2 separate regions of the Mus musculus genome follow, and region 1 is linked to region 2. Evidence: chromatin contacts called from public HiCAR-type data. All regions are on one chromosome and are shown on one strand. Each heading gives the region's core, a stretch centred on a gene start, on an enhancer-like site or on the middle of the called end of the contact. The rest is flanking DNA. Distances are from core to core; before and after follow the strand shown.

Region 1 (6,376 bases), core at 1,469-3,968, 310 kb before region 2:
CAAATGTAGATCTTTAAAAAATCTTGTCTAGATCGAACAAAATGACAGCAGTTCTGAAGCAACTTAAAATAAAAAGACTGCTTCCTTAGCTGGAAAGAAATGTTTCCATATGTATATTGTTAGCAATGAGTGTTAAGTGCTTATCCATCAGGCATTGGTATAGACATAAGCTTATTTCATCATCACAACTACACCAGGAGTTACTGGGTACCATTGCCATGTTTCATATGAACACAATGACACAGAGTTAACTTTCTAAAAGCTAAATGCCACTTAACCACTCGGTCACTTGGTAGGTAGTTCTGTCCCAGAGCACATGCCTAAATGTGTGCCTCTGCCAACTGCTCTTAACCCTGTTAAATGTTAATAAAATTCACTGAGAGTGCTGATCATTTCTGTAAATGTGCCACACTGAGCCAGGGGTTTGTGTTTTCCATGGACTGTTTGGCCCCCCAGGTAAACTATGTACATTCTAGCTGAAGACAATAGGAATAATAGCCAGTATCTTCCCTGTGGGCAGACACAGCACCCAGTACCCACCCCAGATCTGAAAAGTAAGCTTTCCTTCTTGCACTATTCAGAGTTACACTAGCAACAGGAGATCCGGCTCACACTAATGGTCCAGACATAAGCTTGACGTTCTACAGTTTACTGAGCTTTCCTTGTATTATATTTAAACTGTCATCGTTGTGAAGAGTCTTTTCTTTGATTTTGGTGGAGGAGATGTAAAATTTTCAGTTTTAAAAGTGATGGTACAAAATGTTTTAACTTAATATATGCATGGAGTTCTAAGATGCCATTAAAATTCTGATAGAATCACTATCAACATTATGATAGTAATTAAACTAAATAGCAGAATATAAATTAAAGTCTTTGAGTTTTATTTTATTTTGTTGCAGTAAATTTGAATTCAATGTAGAAACATAGGTGCGTTCTCCTGAGAGTTATAAGTGTAGTTATCACAACTCCTGCATCTTTTTCCACGGCTAAGTGATTTTTAAAAATATAATCAGAAAGCACTCAAGCTTCCTTTCGTGAAACTTCATTCTAAAATGAGCATCATGAGTGTCCACAGGGGAACACAAGGCAGGGGACTTTCAAGGTACATACATGTGTTTATTTTATCAAAAACATACTACTTTTATTGTTGCTATGTGATACCTGTGCTCTACCTCAGCAACAGGAATCCCTGTAGGTAGATCACTATGTAGAGTTTCATCATGGGGAGTTTGAGATGCCTGGTAAGACCTTCTCACCACACTTAACTTGACTGTGATAATCAAATCACTGTGTCTGAGTTTAGCTGAATAAAAACTATGTTTTAAAACTCAGGGTAAAATGTTTACTTACTTGCTTATTTATTTCTGCACTATGTAGGGGTTACAGGGCTGCTTATAGGGGGAATTGGCTCTCATTCCACAATATACGTCCCTGGAGTCCAAGTCAAGTCCTCCAGCTTTATGGCAAGCTCCTTTTACCCTTGAGCCACATTGAAGGCCCCAAACTCTTCTTAAGGGAGGTTATGTTCTGTGTCAGTCACTTTGCTAACTCCTCCATGGGGGCATTCCCATATAAACCTTCAACAGAGAGTTGAATGATAGAATCCTGTGCCTGTTTTTAAACAGTTAAACTGATTTTATTTGAATCTGAAAGGGCCTTTTTTGGTAATTTGACTAAGATTATTTATGTGTTAAATAGGAATAAACTACTTAGGCCTAATTCCAGAGTAAGATTTTATGCAGATTGAGATATAACTATAAGCCCACATGTGATGACATATGGCTGTAAGACAGTTCCCTCAGGAGAATGAGGCACAAAGATCAAATTTGAGGCCAGCCTTGGCTAGATACTGAAATAGAGGCCAGCCTGAGCTAATCTACCACTCTGTCATCGATAAACAAATGTAAAAGTAGTTCAAATTTTTATAAATACTATTTTACTGAATAATTGAATTTTAGCAAAAGTGATGTTTTTCACTTATTTTTACCTGATGATACTGCTCTCTGCTCCTGTTCATCACATCCATATGTCACGTGATTTCTGATAAGAACTTTGGGTCTACCAGAGAATTTATTACCCACACAAACAACAACAACAACCTGATGCCAGGGATCCTCTGCTAATTACCAGTTACCTTAGGACCACACTGAAATATATTTTAATTACCTTCCAGATCTCTTAGGAGACCAGGACTCTTAAGTAATGTGAAGGTTTATGAGCGGTGTGGTTTTATAGTCTCTGCCCAGGTGTTCTCATCAAATCTCAAAGGGTTGTGATGTTTGTGACTGTGTCCTTTGTTTTTCCATTTCTAACTTTCAGGTATTAAAATAACAAATTGAACCAGAATAAGCCATTCCTCTCAGCACCATATACTCTTCCAAATTGTTTTTTGCAGAGGCAGACTTTTTTGCTAGCAATTATTATTATTAGCATGTGGCAAAGATTATATAGAAAATGCTTACTTAAATACATTTTATGAAATTTATTTTTAATTATAGCTTACATGGCATTATTTATCATTGTTGAATAGTAATTAAAAGTTAAAAATAGCCAATAATTTGGTTTAGAGGAACTTGATACTAAAATAATTATTTTAAGGTTTGTTTTATGGCGTAACTGTGGATTTTGGCTTACAAATTCAGGAGATGTCTAACTGATCTCTGACTTTAGCATTACTTATTAATCTCTGTGCCCTTTGGTCAGAAGTCTGGGGACTAGCCACATGAGCTGAGCATGGCTCAGCTAAAGACCTTGTTTGCTTTTCTTTGTGTCTGAGACTAACCTCTTTTAGAAATTCAAAACATCCTTCAAAAATTAACACTGATTTGGGGATTGATAGGAAAGGAGATGGCAAGAGAGTAAAAGGTGCACATTGGGTTCTAAACCACTGATCAATGAGTTGCAAGTCAGGGCTGCTGGGAGCTGCTGGTGTCAGGTGGGTACCCACCCCCACAGGGATCATAGATGGGTGGAGCCCAGCCTTTGGATCTCTGGATTTGCCCTTGGATAGTGAAATGCATGGGCGTGCCTCATCCTCAAATAAAGTCCCAAGATTAGAAACTTCAAAACAACACATTGGTTGACTTTGGCTCATGAATTCATATTTAATATGTCTAAACATGGAGACTCTGATGATAGGCTTCTGGCTATGATTACCAAAATCATTTGTTCATACATTTTAGTTTTTAATGAAAAAAAATCCATTTTGGTAGCAAGGTTGTATTGAAATGATTTGTTTTAGAAAGATAAAATTGTAAATAACTGTCTTAGATTTTGTGGGCTTAAGTGTGGCACAGGACCAGGACATGGGGAAATGGGATATGGCAAGGTATTATGGGATGTTCTTTGTATACAAGATGCTATTGGCCTCCCATTGAATATCTACTGCCAGGCTAAGTGCAGGGACCCCAATGGGGAAGTTAAGCCAAGGACTGTAGGTGCTGACAGGGTTTGCAGCCCCATAGGAAGAACAACAATATCAACCAACCAGATGCCCGGAAGCTCCCAGGGACTAAACCACCAACCAAGGAGTACAGAGTGGATATCCATGGCTTCAGCTGGATATGTGGCAGAGGACAGCCTTATCTGGCATCCCTGGGAAGGGAGCCCCTTGATCCTATGGAGGCTTGATGACCCAGGATAGGGGAACACTAGGCCGCTGAGGCAGGAGTGGGTAGGCGGGTGGGGGAGCACCCTCATAGTAGCATGGGAGAGGCAGGAGGGAACAGGGAGCTTGTGGAGGGGAAACTAGAAAGGGAATAACATTTGAAATGTAAATAAAAAAAATAACCAATAAAAAAAGAATGTCTACTGTCACTGCATCTGCCTTCTATTATATCCATGGGATCCTTCCGGAATCCCATCCTAGTAAGTTGATTGCAAGTAGCCTTTGTATTTAACAAGACAATGATAGTTTCTAAAACATGAATTAAATAATTAATTAAATAATTAAATTTAATTTAAAAATTAAAACTTTAAATTTCACTTGAAATGACACTTGAATAGTTGTATGATTTAACAATGTTTAAAATATATAAAGATACATCAAAGTTTGTAGTCTGGTGGTGGTGGCATATAACTTTCATCCCAGACTTTGGGAGGCAGAGGCAGGTGGACCTCTGTGAGTTCAAGACCAGCATGTTTTACTGAGCAAGTTCCAGGACAGCCAGGGTTACATGAAGAGGCCTGTCTCAAACAAACAAGAAAAAAAGGAAGGAGGGAGGGAGAAAAGAAGGAAAAACTTAAAATTTAAGTTTTTTACATTCTTATTAATACTTGAAGCAATTCTATGTCAACTGATTAGAGAGACCCTGTAGTGTCAAAACCTTAGTACTGAATTTTAGGGCTCCATGCTGGTTATTTCATGTTTACTAGATGAAGAAACATATTTTACAAAGTTTCTGCCTCACTAAAAATAGTATGCTCTATTCAGTTCTTGATTCTAATTGACTTAACTTCATAGCAGATGTCTTCCATTCTTCTTTCTAGTTACAGTTGCTTCATAAGTCCATCTTTCACATAGCATTGACTAATTGTACATTAGTTAGAACAGTAATGATATAGCACTGGGCTATCTTGACTCATTTCCAGATCATGTCACAGAGAGCGAGCATAAGCAAGTCTGCTGTTCTAAGCTGCCTGTTGCTTTCATAAGGGATGTAGCAACTACTGCACTATCAAGAATCTGGTTTCTTCATCACAATTTTCCTGGAACGTAGTACATCATTTGCTAAATATATTTTAAATCTTCATTATTTTCCAGGCTCTTAAAAATGAGGGTGACTGATTTCAGCATGTAGCTACATTTATCCATAGAACCAAGGCAGTTCCTTGGAAGCAGGGTGATGTGCACAACACCAACTTTGTAACTATCCAAGCAGGTTAGTGACTCTCTAAATCATCCGTAACAACAGTTTTAAAAAGACAAATTAATCTCAACAGTCTAGAAAGGGTAAAAATTAACTACCTGGCTCTGACAGTCACATGGTACCTAACACAATAAACAACTCCAGTGAATCCAGAGAGCAGTTGTCAATGAACAGTTGTAACTGCCTTCACTCTTTTAGTCTATGATCCCTTGGTTTAAGAGAACCAGCTTTTTTCTGAGTATTAACCCTTGGCTATAAAAAATGCTTAGCAAACCAAAAAGAAGAGCTTGGCTCACAAGTACCAAAATATCTAGATGTTCGGTTGTCTTACAGTTTTTGAGTGAGTCCACCCTTCTCCACCAAATCTGTTTTGCTTGTTTCACTAGCAGGGTCATTAACATCATTTATTTTAATGGAGCGTTTGTGAAGTGCATGCTACCGTAATATTCCATCTGTTTCATACTGTTTCATCTTCACCTCAGCTCTTAGGGAGGGATATTTTACAATTCCCTTTTCAGATGTGGAAACTGAGATTAGAGAAGAGATGTTACTCAATCAGGAAGTGCAGACACTGGAATCTGACTGAGGTATCTCCCAACCCCAGCCCCGAGCTCTAACTCTGTACTTGAACCCTTGAGGATATTGGCTAAGTCTCTTGTGCTGACACAGTTCCAATCAGAGTTGAGTCCGTCAAGTCACATGACAGATGCACAGTCTGATGGAAGTTGTTCACAGTTGTGGACAGCTTGGGCTCTTAAGGTCAGACAGGAAGGTTTTCCTCACTTTCAGGAAGCCTGTGGTGTTTTTATGGCTAGCCATGTCTATCCGACTGAACAAAAGTCTGCTCCTGAGAAAGGACACAACCATCCATTTCTCTGAAGTTAGCATTGTTTTATTATAGTTACAATCATGTCACCCAGTTGAGATTCTTCATCATCTTCTCTAGGATTTCCCTTTGCTTCCTTGACACCCACAAGTCTCCAAACTCAACATGAATAGGCTGTAGCAAAGATGAATGGAAAAATTACAGGTTTTGAATGGAGATAAAGCAAAGTTATATATATAATCAGTTCCTATTTTCCTAACTTCATATTCTCTGATACTATATCCATGGCTCAATCTTCCTGCCATTAGAATACATGTAATAATAAGTTTGCAAAGTTTTTTGGAGTAAATGAGTAAATGTAAGTATATATGTTCTCTATGATATTTTTCGCTACACTGTAAAACCATTCCCAACACTGCTCCAAAGTTAACCCTGATTGGGGCATTGAGGGAATAAAAATGTAATGGACAGATGGATAAATGGCTGGGAAGTTGGGACACTCTGATGAAGAAACTACAGGGCCCTGGGAGCTCAATGTATTTATTATATACATTGGAACAGAGAGATGGAGTTATTACACACTCTGAACAAGAAGGCAGGGTTATGATACACAGGTACAGAGGCAGGGCTTATGGTATACAGCTAGATCATGGAGACAGGTTTACCTATCTCATTAGGAGCA
Region 2 (6,962 bases), core at 499-2,998:
CAAACGCTAGGATTCTAATAGTTTGGGACATAAATGGCCTTTCTATTCTATATGAGAGTTCAGCATGTGAGTTTCATAACTTCTTGCCCCATGTCAGAAGAATTAGTTGGGGCCCAGCAGAGGGCACCCTAAGAGACCAGCACATAGGGGCTAGAAACTTACTAATGGATATAGGTTTACTAAATCCAGCTTTGTTTCCAACTTTTTAAGTTTTAGGAAGCCAGCCTTAAGGAAACTGGAAAGCTTTAATATTTACTGGTTATGAATTCCCTGGTGGCAGTATTACTTCTTAAATCTACTAGGTGCCAAACCATGCCTTCTTGACCCCCTTCCCCCTCTACCCCTCCCCTCCCCTCTTCATCTTCCTTTTCTCCCCTAGTAGTCATATATAACTCAATTGCCTTTGGTAGAATCAGTCACTTCCTATCCTCACCCCAAAAAATGCAAGATCACGGAGCTTACAGACACAAAAAGCACTTAGAAAGTCACAAAGGGGACTCAGGGCTGAAGCACAGTGCACTGAAGAAACAGACAAAACCTACCTGATTGTTGCATGATGTAGGGGGTAAAAGGTGGTCAGCCAACTCTTTCACTTAGATTGGCTGTTTATGTCTTTGATGTATTTATAGGTATTGAAAAGCAGAGCCAGATCTCTTAGTTTTGAAAGTAGAATACCCTCTTCACATGTCATACAAAATAATTCCCAAGGAAATTCATGGACTTCTCCCCATGTATACAATAATAATCCCAGCATAGGGCTTGCTATATTTGAAGGAGAAAGAATGGAATTTTGAAAAATTACCAATTCAAAATTCATGATGAATTTTGGGCCTACATGAGTGCCCACCATAACTTAATATAGCAAATTACTATTTCTGTTTCCAGTTTCCACCTTAAAATTACATTAAAATCATTTTTCTTTAATGATGATCTTATTCTATGGCATGAGTAAATATAAATATTTTTTATATGCTTTTTGTGGCACTGTCTTGCTATGTAGCACTCACTGGCCTGAAACTGACTATGTAGATCAGACTGGCTCAAACTTGAATCCATCCTCTTTACTTTATCCCCTAAGTACCAGGCTTATATCACCACACCAAGATAAAAATGTTATATTTTGATGAGTCAAAAAAATGATACAGGGATAGTCAAGGCCTAGATTTGTCTATGTCCTTATACTGACAACCTTTTTGTACTGAAATATACTGTGTAGATCAAAGAACTTGAATGTAAGTACATAATAAATTCAGTTGAATGAAAAAAACCAAACACAATACCTAGGTGTGAAAGAGAATTTGAGTGATAGTCCAATTAGAAATACAGCCAAGGAAACTTAATTCATGCAATGTGTGTGGTTACATTCTACAGTATGAAGGAATGTTAGAAGTTCTAGAGCATGCTATTTACCAGAGAACTTGAGCCCAGAAACAGGCAATCTAGAAAAAATAAGCATATATTTGTAAATTTAAGGAAAAAAAATTGTCAGCAGGTAGAATATCTGAGACTGGTCTTAGGGGGAGAGTGTAGTGATTGAGAAAGCATTCCCATGAAGAAAGCAGAGGACAAGTAGTAGGATATAAAGTCACATGAAGAGCTAGATTTGTCCAGAAGTGGAATTTTACAATTCCAGATCAGGTGAGAGAGAATGCTTACTTTGATTAACAAAGCATGCAAGAATAACAGTTCAATAGAAGGCATCGTTGACCCATTTTTCAGAACAGGAATGGAGATTTGATGGGAATAAGTAACTTGTTCACATCTGTCTAGTTAATATGTTTCTGGTCTTGTTATAAAAAATTAGGTCTCCTCGATTGCTAAGACTTCCCTTTTCTTCATTTGGTTTGCTCTAAAATTTCAGTTACTAAAGCTGGGGTAAAGCAAATCAGGTTTATAATTTGATGCTGAGGTCTTCAAACAACTTGGAGGACTGGAACTAAACTCTTCAAATCATTGTTATGATTCCAGACTTAGAGAAGCTCCCATGGTGGGGGCAATTCTCAAGCTTGCCTTCAAGCTGGGGTGATCTTTGGTGTTTATCAAATACCATTGGAAGAATAATCTAAGTGATTGTAAACATAGCCCACACATTTGGATTTTTAAACTGCCCCTAGCTGATGCTGACATATATGCAGCCTGGAAACTACTGACCATAGCAAACCTTGGCTGTCTGCAGAGGAGAACAATGCTGGCCAAAAGCATGTTCAAATGTGGTAGGAAAAATACTGGACGACTCCGGGTTTATTTTTCTTTTCTCTCAAATAAGTGGACCATAACCTGTGCTTGGTTTTTCCAGTTTAACCTCCTAGAAAATATGCCAAAAGTAAACAGGTGAACAATTAACCTTACAAATCAAATGACTCTATGTTCTTAGATCCCAAGTTCTGGCTGTGTGTGACCAAAGGTGAAGTTTTTAGACGTGGATCTCTCAAATTGCTCATTAGTGTCCCATGCTTGGGTAAAGCTCTTACATCACTGCACAATGGAATGTGACCTAAATTCAAAAGAAAACAAAAACATTTGCATGGCTTTTAAGATTAGTAATGGAATTAGAGAGGTGGTGTGCTTGAAACAGTATGTACTTTCCCCAACCTGGATGAGACTTGATTCATGTTCTAGTGACTAATCCTTATGAACTCAATGGTATAGTGAATACACAGTTCTCGTTACACACATTCTAAATGATTTATTTGCTTGGATTAAGTCCAAATGATAGCCCTTCCTTGTTACCTAAGACACACAATTAGTATAAAAATGCAAGGCCCTGTTCCAACACCCACTGTCAGAATTCTTGCCAAATTAGCTACAAAACAAGTGCACATTTGTTTACGGTGGGTATCCATTCTTATTGGAGAGATTTCTAGTTCACAGCTGTATTTTCAGCATAGTTATTACTAGTACCTCATCTCAATCCCCAAATATCTTAACTTAGGTAATACGTCTTCCAGAGAGCTTCCTCAAACTTTCCTTTCCTCTATAGACAGCTCAGGCAAATCCCAGGGCTGAAATGTCCTTTTCCATTCAGAACACACATTAGGAAAATAAGGCCACTGGAATATGAACTAGTGAATCAACCTTTCTTTTTTAAAAGCAAAATAACAAAGATTTTTCTTCTAAACATCCCTGTTAAGACAGGGAAACATAGCTAGGTGTGGCTGTGAACACCTTTAATTCCAACATAGGGAAACCCTTTCTCAAAAAACCAAAGAATGTGAGACCCCATTAGCTAAATGTAAGAAGTCCCTCCCTCTACAGGCAAAGGCCTAATGTTTATTTAGAGACTGGAGTCTAACCACATGACCTTGAACAAGAAGTTTACTTTGCTGTTGTTTTGCTTTTCTTTGAGACAAGTTTTCGCTGTTTAGGACTGGCTGTCCTGGAACTCACTCTGTAGACCAGGCTGGCCTCAAACTCACAGAGAACCACCTGTCTCTGACTCCTGAGTGCTGGGATCAAAGGCATGTGCTGCTACCACCCAGCATTTTTATACTTTTATTTTTAAAGTTTACTTTCTGGTCCAACTTTCTTCTTTGCAAAAATAGCAAGTTTAACTCAGTAGTTGTTATTTTTTTGAGTTATAACTCTGTGATCTGGATTACCACTGTTTCTAAGCTCTGTATTTAAGCAACATTTTGTCTATTCTCTATATATGTACTTTTTGTTTTTAAACTGAACTCATATTTAACAGATAAAACAAAATCTGTTTTTGTTTTACTCATCTAGTTCATGATCACAATCTCTTCATATAGTGTTTACAGATTATTGAAGATAGCATTGACTCAACTATTTTTTTGAAATATTTACTAAGCACAAAGATAATGCTGATATATAATTTTTTACACTTACATTTTGATTTCTTTGGTCATAATTAGTAGTATTGTCTATGAAACACTAGAGTCAATTAAATACACTTATTTTTAATGACGAAAACATTTTGCTAGTTTTAAAGCATGTATCTGACAACCATACATATCCTTAAAACAAATGCAACTTGTGTTTGAGCACAAAGCAAAATTGTTGAATTTATTCGCTCTCTTCTTCAACAACTATGTTTTAAATACCCAGCAGATACCTGGAGCTTTACAGTAATCTCTAGGAATTCAGAGGCAAAATATCTCACAAGTAGATCAGAACCTAGGACACTGTATACTTTTGTTACACCTGGTACATCAGTAGCAGTGTAAAAAAAGTATACGGATTCTCATTAACTATGAGACTGATAGTGGCCAAGCAGAAATTTAATAGCAGAAAAAGTGAAAGGGTATTCAGAAATGAAAATAAAATTCTTAAATATCATACTGAGTTCTAGAAAGTTTCTCCAAGAAATGGACCGAGTTCTGGGCTCCACCCCAAGTTTTCAATTAAACAATTGACTTGCACATCGATGTGCTTAGGAATCACTTAAGTTCTGCTGAAGTGCTGAGCACTGGCCCCTATTCCATATGACGCACTTAATTCCATTTACACTAATTACAGTGTCTAGAAAGTGATCACAGTGCAGTGTGGACATTTCTACATTTGGAGGAGCGAACTCAAATTCAAAACAGCGCAACCAAGACAGTCTATGAAGGGAAGGTATTGTGCAGAAGATTTTGTTTCCATGAATGATACATCAGATAATTAAAACCCTCTTTAAGACACTTTACTTTTAATTTTGTGTATGTGTGGGAGAGATGGGATATGTGCATATGATTGCAAGAACCCACAAGGGCCAGAAGCATTTGATTCCTGAAGTTGGAGTTAGAGTAGTTGTGAGCCACACCATGTAAGTGTTGGTAACAAAATTTGAGTCCTCTGTAAAGAGTAGCATGCGCTCCTAACAGCTGAACCATCACCTCTTTAGCCCCAAAGCTCACTCTTAAAGGACATTGTTCTCAGGTAAAGGCTTGACAAAAAGGAACAGAGGCCATGAGAATCAATCTAAACTGATGAGTAACATTGATTGAATGTGACATGTTAATAATAATTTCTCCTTGCCATCTATACATATGAATTGCATATGATTGCAAATTTTAAAAGGTTGAGTATATCCCACAGTTTTAAGTTCTTTGTGTTTTCTGGAACTAATAACAGTGCTAATATCCATTAGCATCTGCTGAATCAAGAATGCATATGTTGTAATCACTAGGGAAATGAATAAAAGAAGCAACAAAATGTACACTGATCAAGCTAATAAAAGAATTGAAACTTTAAAACCTACTGGTAATTTAGGAAAATACAAGTAACAGAATGAGGACAACTCAAATAGAAAGCAAACAGTCAGATGGTGGACATAAACATGTCAGCGATCACATCAACTCTAGATGAATTAAAAGTCAATTGTATGCTTTGGGGGATAACAAAGTGCTGATAAACTGAGTCCCTTTGGGCACAAAATGATGGTGTATGCTAATGTAAAGACTCCATAGTTTTGCCTTAACAACAGGGAAGAGAAGGGAAGGGAAGGGAAGGGAAGTGAGGGGAGGGGAGGGGAGGGGAGGGGAGGGGAGGGGAGGGGAGGGGAGGGGAGGGGAAGGGAAGGGAAGGGAAGGGAAGGGAAGGGAAGGGAAGGGAAGGGAAGGGAAGGGAAGGGAAGGGAAGGGAAGGGAAGGGAAGGGAAGGGAAGGGAAGGGAAGGGAAGGGAAGGGAAGGGAAGGGAAGGGAAGGGAAGGGAAGGGAAGGGAAGGAAAAAAGGGAATGGAAGGGAGAAGGAGGCAGCCCTACTGTGTCTTATTTACTTCCAAATCCAAACACTGCTGCTCTACCTATTTTAGAAAAATAGGTAACAAATTTACAAAATTGAAGTCTCTATTTCATGATTTAACTTTGGTTGTTTTTTTTTTTAATCACTCAAACATACTCTTTCACAGAAATATATTTTATTGCACTCTAGTAAAAAACAACACAGACAAAGGAGAACATATTGGAGACAAGTGTACAAGATAAGAGAGTAAAGGTTCTGGAAAATGTGTCACTTGAGAAATGGCTGGAAAGGCTAGATCCATGATACATGCTTTGTGATACTGACCTCAAACACTTTAAGGGATGTCGTACTGTAGTGGAGAGGAACAAATGCTATATTCCAGAGAGCAGAGCGAAAACCACTATTTTTAAAATGCAAGGAAAATAATTCAATAGAATTATTTTTATATGTTAATCCTGATAATGACTTATTGCTTCTTGTTTAAGAAAATGGTCACAAAATAAGAGGGTTTTTTTTTTTTTTTTTTTTTTTTTTTTGAGACAGGGTTTCTCTGTATAGCCCTGGCTGTGCTGGACCTCACTTTGTAGACCAGGCTGGCCTCAAACTCAGAAATCCGCCTGCCTCTGCCTCCCGAGTGCTGGGATTAAAGGCGTGCGCCACCACACTCGGCAAGAGTTTTTAAGAGAGGCCTAGTCCCTCCTCCTGGTCCAGCTGGAGAGGACTATTCACAAAGAAGAGTCTTCTAGAATGTGAGACCAAATGGCAGTCAAGCAATCCACAATAAGAAGTAGAGTGCTGGCAGTTACCAGAGACCTTTCTACCCAGCCTACTGGGAATGGAACCTGGGAGGTACACTGAGGCTGAAATGTTGTAGGGACCATCTGAGATCAGAGCTGGATATTAAATAGAAGGAAGAACATTTACACGATTGGGAACAGAACACATAGCTAAGTGAGAGAAGCCTAACAGTGATTAGCAACAGTGCGGAGGAGGAGGTTGAATACACCGAATGTACTAGAAACTTAGGACCTTCGCATGACATTACTGTTGTTTGCCCTTGACTGTCAGTTTGTTCCTCATCCTCTGTTAATACATCTTTGTTGAATGACCAAACTGTCATGGGTTGCACCAGAACCAAGGTCATGGCAAGCTGCAAGTGATGAGCATATGACCCTCATATGAAAATGTAAAGACGTCTGTCTCTCTGGTTAAGAATGGGCACAAGGTCCATGCTAGAAAGATTTAAGACAGTTGTAAAACTCTTAACATACCCGAGGCA

The links. HiCAR-type assays count read pairs that join an accessible place to other places.
Region 1: a HiCAR-type map of kidney shows a contact between it and region 2, with 2.9 times the contacts expected there. The contact joins two enhancer-like sites. A contact is called at or near these places in 2 of 484 Hi-C or Micro-C datasets (liver and pancreatic cancer cells) and 2 of 115 datasets of contacts at active chromatin or transcription factors (embryonic stem cells and kidney).

What each region holds. Positions count from the first base shown.
Region 1 is chr13:81,322,348-81,328,723 of GRCm38.p6, reverse strand. All of the region lies in intron 83 of Adgrv1 (adhesion G protein-coupled receptor V1), which reads left to right. Among named protein-coding and RNA genes, the nearest start is that of Gm32639, 220 kb to the right of the region's middle. Within about 2 kb of position 2,718, at least 6 of the 459 cell types and tissues checked have an H3K27ac peak or open chromatin away from gene starts, as enhancers often do. A contact at or near this core is called in kidney, where this site is marked.
Region 2 is chr13:81,015,762-81,022,723 of GRCm38.p6, reverse strand. The region is part of intron 1 of 9330111N05Rik (RIKEN cDNA 9330111N05 gene); the gene reads right to left. Among named protein-coding and RNA genes, the nearest start is that of 9330111N05Rik, 55 kb to the right of the region's middle. Within about 2 kb of position 1,748, at least 13 of the 459 cell types and tissues checked have an H3K27ac peak or open chromatin away from gene starts, as enhancers often do. A contact at or near this core is called in kidney, where this site is marked.